2 separate regions of the Mus musculus genome follow, and region 2 is linked to region 1. Evidence: chromatin contacts called from public promoter capture Hi-C data. All regions are on one chromosome and are shown on one strand. The core of a region is the stretch at or near the end of the contact, and the rest is flanking DNA. Distances in the headings are between cores, read along the strand shown.

Evidence for each region. Promoter capture Hi-C pulls out the DNA fragments that hold promoters and counts their contacts.
Region 2: a contact with region 1 is called in a promoter capture Hi-C map of hippocampal neurons, with 2.8 times the contacts expected there. The contact joins the promoter of Fbll1 here to the enhancer-like site in region 1. A contact is called at or near these places in 4 of 39 promoter capture datasets (the 3T3-L1 cell line, hippocampal neurons and liver), 11 of 484 Hi-C or Micro-C datasets (the 3T3-L1 cell line, brown adipocytes, embryonic stem cells and 1 more), 1 of 115 datasets of contacts at active chromatin or transcription factors (embryonic stem cells) and 1 of 9 other capture datasets (adipose tissue).

Annotation. Positions count from the first base shown.
Region 1 is chr11:35,692,182-35,697,222 of GRCm38.p6, forward strand. All of the region lies in intron 32 of Slit3 (slit guidance ligand 3), which reads left to right. Among named protein-coding and RNA genes, the nearest start is that of Gm46278, 18 kb to the left of the region's middle. Within about 2 kb of position 3,065, at least 11 of the 459 cell types and tissues checked have an H3K27ac peak or open chromatin away from gene starts, as enhancers often do. A contact at or near this core is called in adipose tissue, where this site is marked.
Region 2 is chr11:35,796,562-35,801,602 of GRCm38.p6, forward strand. It overlaps Fbll1 (fibrillarin-like 1), which reads right to left and starts at 2,323. Exons shown (of 1, transcript NM_001004147.3): 1 at 819-2,323. The coding sequence starts at 1,873. The coding sequence ends at 929.

The DNA of each region.
Region 1 (5,041 bases), core at 1,815-4,314:
TTTTAGATAGAGGGATGTTCAACTTGTAGTGTCATCTCTCACTTGCTGACTTACTTGGTAAACATCTAAGTGTGGGGGACATGAGGTTAAGCATCCCCCACACAGAAGGCACACATGTTCATAGACAGTGGCTACACAGGCCTCCCTGGAGGTTCTCCAGCCTGCTGTGGGGACACTTGTGATCAAGGAGTAAATAGCTCTGTTTGGAAGCTAAGGGAGGGCGTTTCCACAGGGCAGGACGGGAGATGCCCTCTGTGAATGCCATGCTACTCAGCTGACAGCAGCTGAAAGGACAAAAGGCTGTTCCTCAGAGTCACTGCAGTGACTTCTTGCCACCTGGAAGGCCGTGTCAGTCTCAAATGAAAGCCAAGCCACCAAACCAAAGCTGACCGATTGGGAGAGCTCTGTCCCCTGAGACCCCATGAGCTAGCCCCATGAAAGAGTGAGCTGCCAGGGCCCCTGCAGGCTTCATCCTTCTAGAGCAACTGGGTTCCAGGGCCTCCCTCGGCCCATCCTCGATGCTGCTCAGGACCCCCAGTAGTCATAAGAAGTGAGGGAGTATGTCAAGATGCTGCTGTAGGCCACAGGGCAGACACTTCAAGCCCAGCTGGGTCTTTCCTGCCCCAGGAAAGGCCAGGCCTTCAGTATGGACACTTACCACGGGACTCCTCTACCCACAGGGCCAGGGGCCTTCAGGAAGGGCATCTAACCAGAACCTCAGTGGGTGGAGTTGTGAGATAGGAGCTATAGACTATGAAGAAAAACTGGGAAATTCAGTGTTTGGGGGGGCTATTTCTTAGCTTTTTTAAGGTTTTAAGGCTCAGAACTCCATGCACGAGTCAGCTCTACCTGGCAGGGCGCGTACCCTGGCAGTTTGAGTTGCCACCATCACTGCCAAGGTCCTGGTCCCATCTGATCCTCACACATGGAGTAGCAAACCATCACCACTCTATTTGAGGGCTGGGAAGCCTGATTGCTCAGAGAAATCCCGGGATGGGAAGAGCCTTGGACACAGGATAGGTTTCCATTAAACCCACCCTCCCATTGTGTGGCTGCAGGCTGTGGTACTAGGGTGCAGGAGTCAGTTGCCAGAGTAGGGTCCCTAGGCCCAGGCTGCTCGCCTAAAGAAATCACGGGAACTCTTTGTTCCTGCAGGGCTCTGTCGCCACCTATTGGCCACTCTTGGCATTGAGGGGGGGGATGACCACCTGGTAATCTTTCTTGTACAGTGGCCTGCAGTCCCTCCCTTAGCTGGGAGACATGAGTTTAAGTCCTGACTCTTCGTGAGGTACTCTAATTCCCTAGGCAGTGAGTCTCTTGTTTCCAAATGAGGAAAGATGTGGCTCCTGCCTGTGGGCTTGTTAGGGTTAAATGAAGGTCTTCAGCTCCCGCCCTTACTGCATGGCCCACCCACTGCCACTGCTCTCATAGAAGACGCTCTCGGTTCCCAGAAGCCATAGCATCCAGCTCACTGTAACTGTAGTTCTAGGACCCAACATCCTCTTCTGGCTCCAGGAAGCACCAGGCATGCAACTGGTGCACAGGTCCATGTGCAGGGGCTCACGTGCACGCAAACACTGGAGAGAACCGTGGGCCCCTCTGGCAATGCCTGTGGCCAGGGCAGCCCTATGCAGGAGCCCTCCAGCCTCAGCTACAGCACTGCGGCCACGGCTACTGTCTGGGCCCAGTGGACAGTCAAAGACTCTCAGGCCCTCGTCTCCCCTGACATCCCCAACGATCTCTCTAGGAGCCAATCACTGATCACCTGAGCTTGGCAATGCAGCATGGGCATTTCTCTTAGAGCAAACAGAAGGGTTGGGCTTGGCTTTTGTTCTTACCATCCTTCTTGTTGTTGTTGTTGTTGTTGTTGTTGTTGTTGTTGTTGTTGTTAGCAGTATAGCCTTTTTCCCACTGATATTTTGATTTGGAAGATCTTTGTTTACAACTTTGACAGAAATCTCTGTTTGGTGTCTGCGATTGTGAGGGCAGGCATGTGCACTCCAGGGCATGCTTGTGGAGGCCAGGGAACGACGCCGTGTTTCAGTCTTCCCCTGCCACTTTGATACTGGCTGTCTTGTTTATTCCTGTATATGCCAGGCTGGCTGACCTGTGACATTCTGAGGGCTCTCCTGTCTCCACCCTCCATCTCTCTGAAACTTTGAGACTGTAGATACACACTACTGTGTCTGGCTTTACGAGGATTCTAGGGTCAACCTCAGGTATTGAATGTAACACATCTCTTTGCCCTCCAAGCCATCTCTCTGGCCCTTACACCTTTTTTAAGGGCAGGTAGGACAGGCAGACAAAGCTGTCCTTGGAGCCAGAGGAGCCCAACACTCCTGGGGCAGAGAATTGTAACTGCAGCCCTTGTTACCTTGATAGCTGCTGTAAGCACTGTCTCCAGCCTGGTAGTCCTCAACCATATGCCGACGCCTCAGATGGCCCTACAGAGCTCAGGAAGGAACAAGGGAATGGCTTTAACAGCCAGGAAGGAGCTAACAGTGCTGCTTGCTGTGCCAGAGTATATCCAAAACAGGAAAATAGCTACCCTGACTACCTTGACCCTTGCTTGGTTCTGGAAGGAAAGAAAGAGAAGACCACACAGCGGAACTCTGGCTTCATAGCTGCTTCTGATAGAGAGACTGCCTAATGCTCACCCAAGCATGAGGCCTGGCCTCCAGTCTGTGGTGCTATTAGGAAGTGGCCCATTGGAAGAGGAAGTGAGGTCACTGGGGGGTGGGGGGTGGGGGGACTTACAGGGAACATTGGCACCTTGGGATCCAGCCACTTCTTTCTTGCTTCCTGGTCACCAAGAAGTAAACAGGACTCTTTCAAAGACTGGCCTAAAACAGCTCTGGAATGCAACCTTTGGAACTGAGTTCCCAAATAGCCCATCCCGCCTTTCAGTTATAGGTCCCAGGAGCTCAATTACCAGGATAGCAGCAGCTCTGGGGTGGTCAGGGACACAGCTACATAGTTTTGCACATGCACGAAGGGAGGGCTTGGCCCTCTTTCTCTAACCTTGATACTAATCAACTTGCCTGCAAGAGGGCAGCATCTGCCCTCATTCATGACTCACTCGGTGCAGTAGAGATGCTTCTGACCCATCCACGCAGCTTGATGGCTGCTCAGCTCCCCATCACTGAACCAGACACCCCAGTGTCTCTCAGCTCCTGCCTCCATCCCTGAACCAGATACCCCGGTGTCTCTCAGCTCCTGCCTCCATCCCTGAACCAGATACCCCGGTGTCTCTCAGCTCCTGCCTCCATCCCTGAACCAGATACCCCGGTGTCTCTCAGCTCCTGCCTCCATCCCTGAGCCAGACACCCTGGTGTCTCTCAGCTCCTGCCTCCATCCCTGAACCAGACACCCCGGTGTCTCTCAGCTCCTGCCTCGCCCTCATTTTCCTGCTGCTTGGCTAGACTATGCTCAAAAGTTGGTCGTTTGATTTAGAGGAGATGTGTGGGCTTCGTGATTTGTTTCTAGTCCCCAGCACCTAAGACCATAGAACTCAGCCCTCAGCAGAAGCATGGGTAGATGGATAATAGACAAGCGGGTGGAGAGGAAGGAGCAAGAGTGGACAGGTCCATGAGGAGGAAAGGGGAAAAGAAGAAGGGAGTTTGGGGGGGATGGATGAAAGAGTGACAAATGGCTACGGGTTTTTTGGAGGACTTGTGTGGATCCCAGGATCAGAGCTACAGTGAAGATCACCAGGGTGCGGGCTGTGGCGGGTTCTTATTGTCAATGTTCTCTGTGTGCGTGCACGTGCACGTGGAGGCCAGAGGAGAACCTCAGGTATGGTTCCTCTGGGGCCGTCCATCTTTGGAGGCACCATCTCTCACTAACTTGAAACTGACTGCCAGGCTAGGATTGCTGATGGATAGTGCTGCCCCTGGCTTTTTCTGGGGGCTCTAGGGATCTAACTTGGTGCTTTCAAAACTAGCACTTAGCCCCTCGTAAATAGCACCAATATCACCAATATCACACTCCCCCAATAATTTGATCACCCAATAATTCTGGCACGTTACTCTCCCCCATGTGGGGGAGGACACTGAGATAGGGGACTTCTGTGATTGGCTATTGTTCTGCCCAACAGTGAGAGGATGGGGAGCGGCCTCCATCTCTGTCCCACCTGCCAACCTGTATAGTACCTGCCATTTCCCTCGGCTCTTCTGAAGTGCCACAGCCATGGAAACTCCCCCTGCTGCCTGTAAATCAGTGAGAATCCCAAGGAGACTTCAAGATGAGAGAGGCTCTCCTGTCCACCAATGAGACAGATCTACAGACTCCCCAGGGAGCCCCTTTCTTCGTGTCCCCAAAATCCTGTAACCCACCACAGTTCCCTCCCAGGCCCTGCCACTGAAAGTGTTCCGGGAGAAACAGAACTTTGGAACCAAAAGTCTTGCCTGTAAATCCTATCTCTAACATGTATAAGCTGGATGACCTCAGACAAATCACATCATCTCTCTGGGCCTCAGTGTTTTTATCTGTAAAGTGGTTATCTGGTACCTAATTGTAGAATTATCAAATAATAGAAGTGAGTGTGTTGGCACTGTACACAGCCCAGGTAAGTCCTGCTCTGTCACAGATGAGCTGGGGAAGGAGAGTAAACAGCCCTGTCTCCCTAAGCTGCCAACTCTGGAGTTCAGGAATAGGGATAAAACTCGCTTGGCACACAAGACCCTCTTTCTTTAGATGCGGCCTGCTCAGAAGTGGTGGTAATATAACGGATTCAGGAACAAGGACAAATTGCTGAAATCTTTTTTTTTAGGTATTTTCCTCATTTACATTTCCAATGCTATCCCAAAAGTTCCCCCCTACCCTCCCCCCCCACCTCCCTACCCACCCACTCCCACTTTTTGGCCCTGGCATTCCCCTGTACTGGGGCATATAAAGTTTGCAAGTCCAATGGGCCTCTCTTTGCAGTGATGGCCGACTAGGCCATCTTTTGATACATATGCAGCTAGAGTCAAGAGCTCCGGGGTACTGGTTAGTTCATAATGTTGTTCCACCTATAGGGTTGCAGATCTCTTTAGATCCT
Region 2 (5,041 bases), core at 1,073-3,572, 100 kb after region 1:
TATGTCAGACCCAGCACCCCATCTGTCTCCCTGCCTTCTGCTGCTGTTATGGAAACCTAGAAAGATCCCAAGGAGAGGAGGAGAGAGAACAGGAGGCCTCAGATTCCTACTTCTGTGTGCGTGTCAGGTGGGAAAGGGCAGAGCCAAGACAGCACGAGGGATACCAAAAGGTGGCAACAAGATTCTCCCTCCTCTGTAAGTCTGGGCAACTGGTATTCACCTCGGGAAGCCCACTGCTTCACAAAGAACATGGAAATTGTAACAAAGCCACCGTAGAGCTGGAGAGATGATTAAATGTCACAAGGACTGCAGAAAAATGAAGAAAACAAAACAAACCATTGTGGCTGATAATCTGGGTTTGAGTTGGTTTACATCTACTTCTTGCATACTCCGGAAGTAGAGGCAGGAGGATTAAGCTCGGCCAGGGCTACAAAAGAAGATGGCATTTCAGAAAACAGACACACAGGGAAGAGCCTAGCTTTGAGTCAGGTTGAATAGGTCAGCATCCAATAGTCTTCCCTGGACTCAGCCTTGACCACCCCCACCCCCGCCCCCAAAACAAAACAAAACAAAAAAACCCCAGTGCCTTCGTATTTCCCCCAAGAAATACTTTAAAGATCACTAGCGGGCTCTCCTATCCTTGTTCCTGTGATTAAAAGACACGTGTAAAAATGGGACCCTGTGGAGACCAGGCCTGGGGTGACTGGAATAGACACCACTCCCATGTTGTTCCTTGAAGGGGCCCTATACCTCTGTATTAGGCCACCAAGGCTGGAGAGCGACTGGTGCAGCTGCAAAACCCACTCTGGCCTCAACTGTACACTTGGGAATTGTTTATTTTATTAAATAGAAAAACAACGCACTAGGACAGGCACAAAGACACAGTCTTGTGGCAGCGCGGGGGCACCTTCCCTGGTTTCTGCTGCTGCTACTTGCTCTTGGGTGGGGGCCGATAGACCCCGACGACGACGGCGTGGTCCCTTTCGTAGGGCTCCAGAGTCAGCTGCTCCTGTGGCTTCAAGTTCTCCTGTTGCAGCTTCCTCACCTCAGAAGCAAACACGGCCTCGGCAGACGCTGTGGAGTCGATGCAGTTGGCCTTGATGGAAATGAGAAAGTGGCCTCCGTTGCGCAGAAAGGTGTGGGCGTTAAGCGCCACGATGCGCGACTGATCTGGCTGGGCCACATCGGCGAAGATCACGTCCACCATGCCAATGAGCATGCGATACTTGAGCGGGTGCCGGGCATCTTCCAGCACCGGGATGATGTTGGTGCGCTTCTTGGCCACGTTGACCAGATCGCGGCCGGCGCGATGGGAGAATTCAACCGCATAGACCAGGCCGTCGGGGCCGATGATGTCGGAGACGTGTGAGACAGTGGTTCCGGAGGCGGCGCCCAGGTACAACACTTTGGACTTGGGCTTGATGTGGATCTGGTCCACGCCGCCCAGGATGGCCGCTGCCAATTTGGAGCGGAAGGGATTCCACGTGCGGTACTCCTGTTTCTCCCCGTTCTCCATCACGGTGACGCGCTTCTCGCCGTACACCGAGACTCCAGGCACCATGTTCAGTGTGACCAGAGCATCCTCCGCGCCGCGGTAGATGAACACGCCCTCGTGCCGATGCGGCTCCACCGACACCGTGATGCCCTTCTTGCGGCGGTTCTTGTTCTTGCCTGGACCGCCGCGTCGCTGCCTGTCGCCGCCGCCGCCCCCGCCGCCCCCGCCGCCGCCTCGTCCCCGGCCCCGGCCGCCGCCGCTGGAGCCGCGTGTGCGTGCCCCGAAGCCGCCTTTGGTCCCTGAGCCCGTGTCACCTCCCTTGCTGCCTCCCTTGCCGCCACCCCAGCCCCAGCCGCCGCGGCCGCCCGCGGGTTTCATGGCCCCCGCAGCTCTCAGGAACTGCCGCGGTGGTCGGGGATCGCGAGGGACCCGGGCGGTTGCTGCGGAATGGGGACAAATTGTTGGCGGCGGCTGCCCGCAGGATTAGCCGCAGCGGGATGCAGGGGGCCGCGGTGCGCACATCCCCGGATCCACGCTTTGACGCGGTGACTTGCGTGATTGCATCACAGCCGTTTTGTAGCCCCTGTAGCCCCGGAAGCCCCCCTGCACCAGCTGCGCGCAGACACAGCCTGCTCACTTGTAACCCTTTGCCTTCTCTCGAGTCTGCTGGTATTTATTCTCTGCTTTCCCAGGGACTCCAGCTTCTTTCCCTGGATCTCGCAGTGGCCAAGCGTCTCTGTGGCAGAGAGATGGGAAGCGCGCATCCACTAGTCCTTGAGTTTCTTAGTTTCTTGCTCTCCCGTGTGTCAGCAGGAAACCTATGTGTAACCTAAATCATATGGCACTTACTTCAGAAAAAAAAAAAAAAAGGAAATTACTTCGATGTTTCGTCTGTGCTTTAAAAACCATTCTTTCATCCAAACCTTGAGGAACTGGAGGAAGAAATGGGCAGCACCGCGGATAGAAACCCAGACGTCCCTACATAGGCTTTAGCGTCCAGTCAGCACCAGGGACAGCTACCTCAAACACGTCTCTTCTGACCACTATTGGTGGCTTTGGGGCCAAGCTGGACTTCTGTGTAGCTGATCTAAGCACATGTCTGACCTCCCTGTTAGTGGAATTAAGTGCCAAGTCCAGGGAGATGGTGTTGGGCCCCCAAGGGCCCAAGTGTTGAGAACGCGACCCCCAGAAACACACAGCTTGACGGCAGAACGCTGCAACAATGACAAGAGGTTTTTATTCTAACGTGCGTGGAATAAAACCATGGGGGGGGGGGGCGTTGCTCAGCCTCGCAGGGAGAGTAAACCCCGATTGTCAAAAGTACATCTTTTTTATAATCTTTGAAAGGGGGGCACCTCACAGTGATATCATTATTGGCTAGCAAAGCAATAGTGTATTTTTAATTTTAGTGATCAGCTGTTGATGTGCCAGAAAACTTCGTCAGCAAGGTTAGGACAGTATGTGGTTTATTGTGGAATTCAAACTGAGGCAGGATTTCCAAGGACTGTTATCTGTGTTATAGCTAATTTTTGAGAACTGCTAATCTTGCTCTGGTCAACTGTGGTCATCATGACCTCTTAGTCAGTCCTCTCAGATGGGGAAGGGCCCGGGTGGTATTGAACTATTGAACTTGCTTATATTGGCAGGGAAAGGGAAAATTCCTCAAGCAGCAGGGGGAAGGGAAAAGCTTTTGCAAATAGCTTTGGTGCACATTAGCCAAGCTAAAAACTATATTTCTTCAGTGGAATGCACCTAAGAACTAGAACATGACACAGGGAGAGGATATTAACTCCCCATATGTGCACACATTAATCTCCTCTCCTGTCTCACATCCACAGACAGCAATGGCAGGGCTGTTCACCCCTGAGTATTATAAGACTTTCTTGATGAGGGCCACAAGTCTGCATGAGGATATAGAGAAGGTGGCAGAGGAAGAAATGCAGGATTCCTGTGATAGCTTGTTCGTGGGAAACACTCTAATTACAATTTGAAGAGTATTCTCTAAAATGAGTTACATTTGCTGTCTTGGTTGTGTTTCCACCAATCAGACCTTGTAATGACTAGTTTTTGCATATATTTGAATTGGCCATGGGATGCTCAGATACTTAATCAAATATTATTCTGGTTGTTTCTGGGCAGTGATTGGATGAGGTTATCATTTACATTTGTCAAGTAAAACAGATTGTCCTGCATTGTGTGGGTAAGTTTCATTTGATCAGTTGAAGCCCTGTATAAATTAAAAGGCTGCTCTTCTCCAAGGAAGAGAGAATTATGCTACCTAATAGCATTTAACCCGGAACATTAGTGCTTCTTATCCAACAACTTTTGAAGAAGGGTGTTGGTTTTGATGATTTCAGATTTGCCAGCATCCATTTTGCATGAAAAACTATTTATTTGTGTGTGTGTGTTTCATATGCGTCCTGATGGAGGTTGTCTTAGTCAAGGTTTCTATTCCTGCACAAACATTATGACCAAGAAACAAGTTGGGGAGGAAAGGGTTTATTCAGTTTACAATTCCATACTGCTGTTTATCACCAAGGAAGTCAGGACTGGAACTCAAGCAGGTCAGGAAGCAGGAGCTGATGCAGAGGCCATGGAGGGATGTTGTTTACTGGCTTGCCTCCCCTGGCTTGCTCAGCCTGCTCTCTTATAGAACCCAAGACTACCAGCCCAGAGATGGTCCCACCCACAAGGGACCTTTCCCCTTGATCACTAATTGAGAAAATGCCTTACAGTTGGATCTCATGGAGGCATTTCCTCAACTGAAGCTCCTTTCTCTGTGGTAACTCCAGCTGTGTCAAGTTGACACAAAACTAGCCAGTACAGAGGTGATGTCAAGATCACAGATAGAGCTAGGAGAATGAGGACAGGGCAGCTAGAGAGGACATTAAGAAGCAGAGAAACAGGCTGGCGAAATGGCTCAGTGGTTAAGAGAACTGACTGCTCTTCCAGAGGTCCTGAGTTCAATTCTCAGCAACCACATGGTGATTCACAACCATCTGTAATGAGCATCAGATGCCCTCTTCTGGTATGGCTGAAGACAGCAACAGTGTACTCACGTACGTAAAATATATAAATAAATAAATAAATCTTGAAGAGGAGGAGGAGGAGGAGGAGGAGGAGGAGGAACACTGTGGGTGCTGGAGGTGCGACGGGTTGTCTTAAGAATGGTGTGCAAAGTATCCAAAGAAATGATGTGTTGATAGCCAGGCAGCGGGGGAGCACACCTTTAATCCCAGCATTCAGGAAGCAGAGGCAGGTGGGTCTCTAAGAGTTCAAGGCTAGCCTGGTTTACAGAGAAGTCCAGGACAGCCAAGGCTACACAGAGAAACCCTTCTCGAAAACAAAAACCAAAAAGGAAAGAAATGATGTGCTTTTGGCTTTGGGGCTGGGAAGTGAATCCACCATTTAATTTGCCCTTCCACTAATGTTGGGAATGGTTTCCCATTGTTATTCATGCTTCAGCAAGCTCCAGGGTGATGCAGTGACCTTGAGGCATGGGAAACGGGAGGCTGCCTTCATTACAGTAGCTTTTCAGCCCCACTG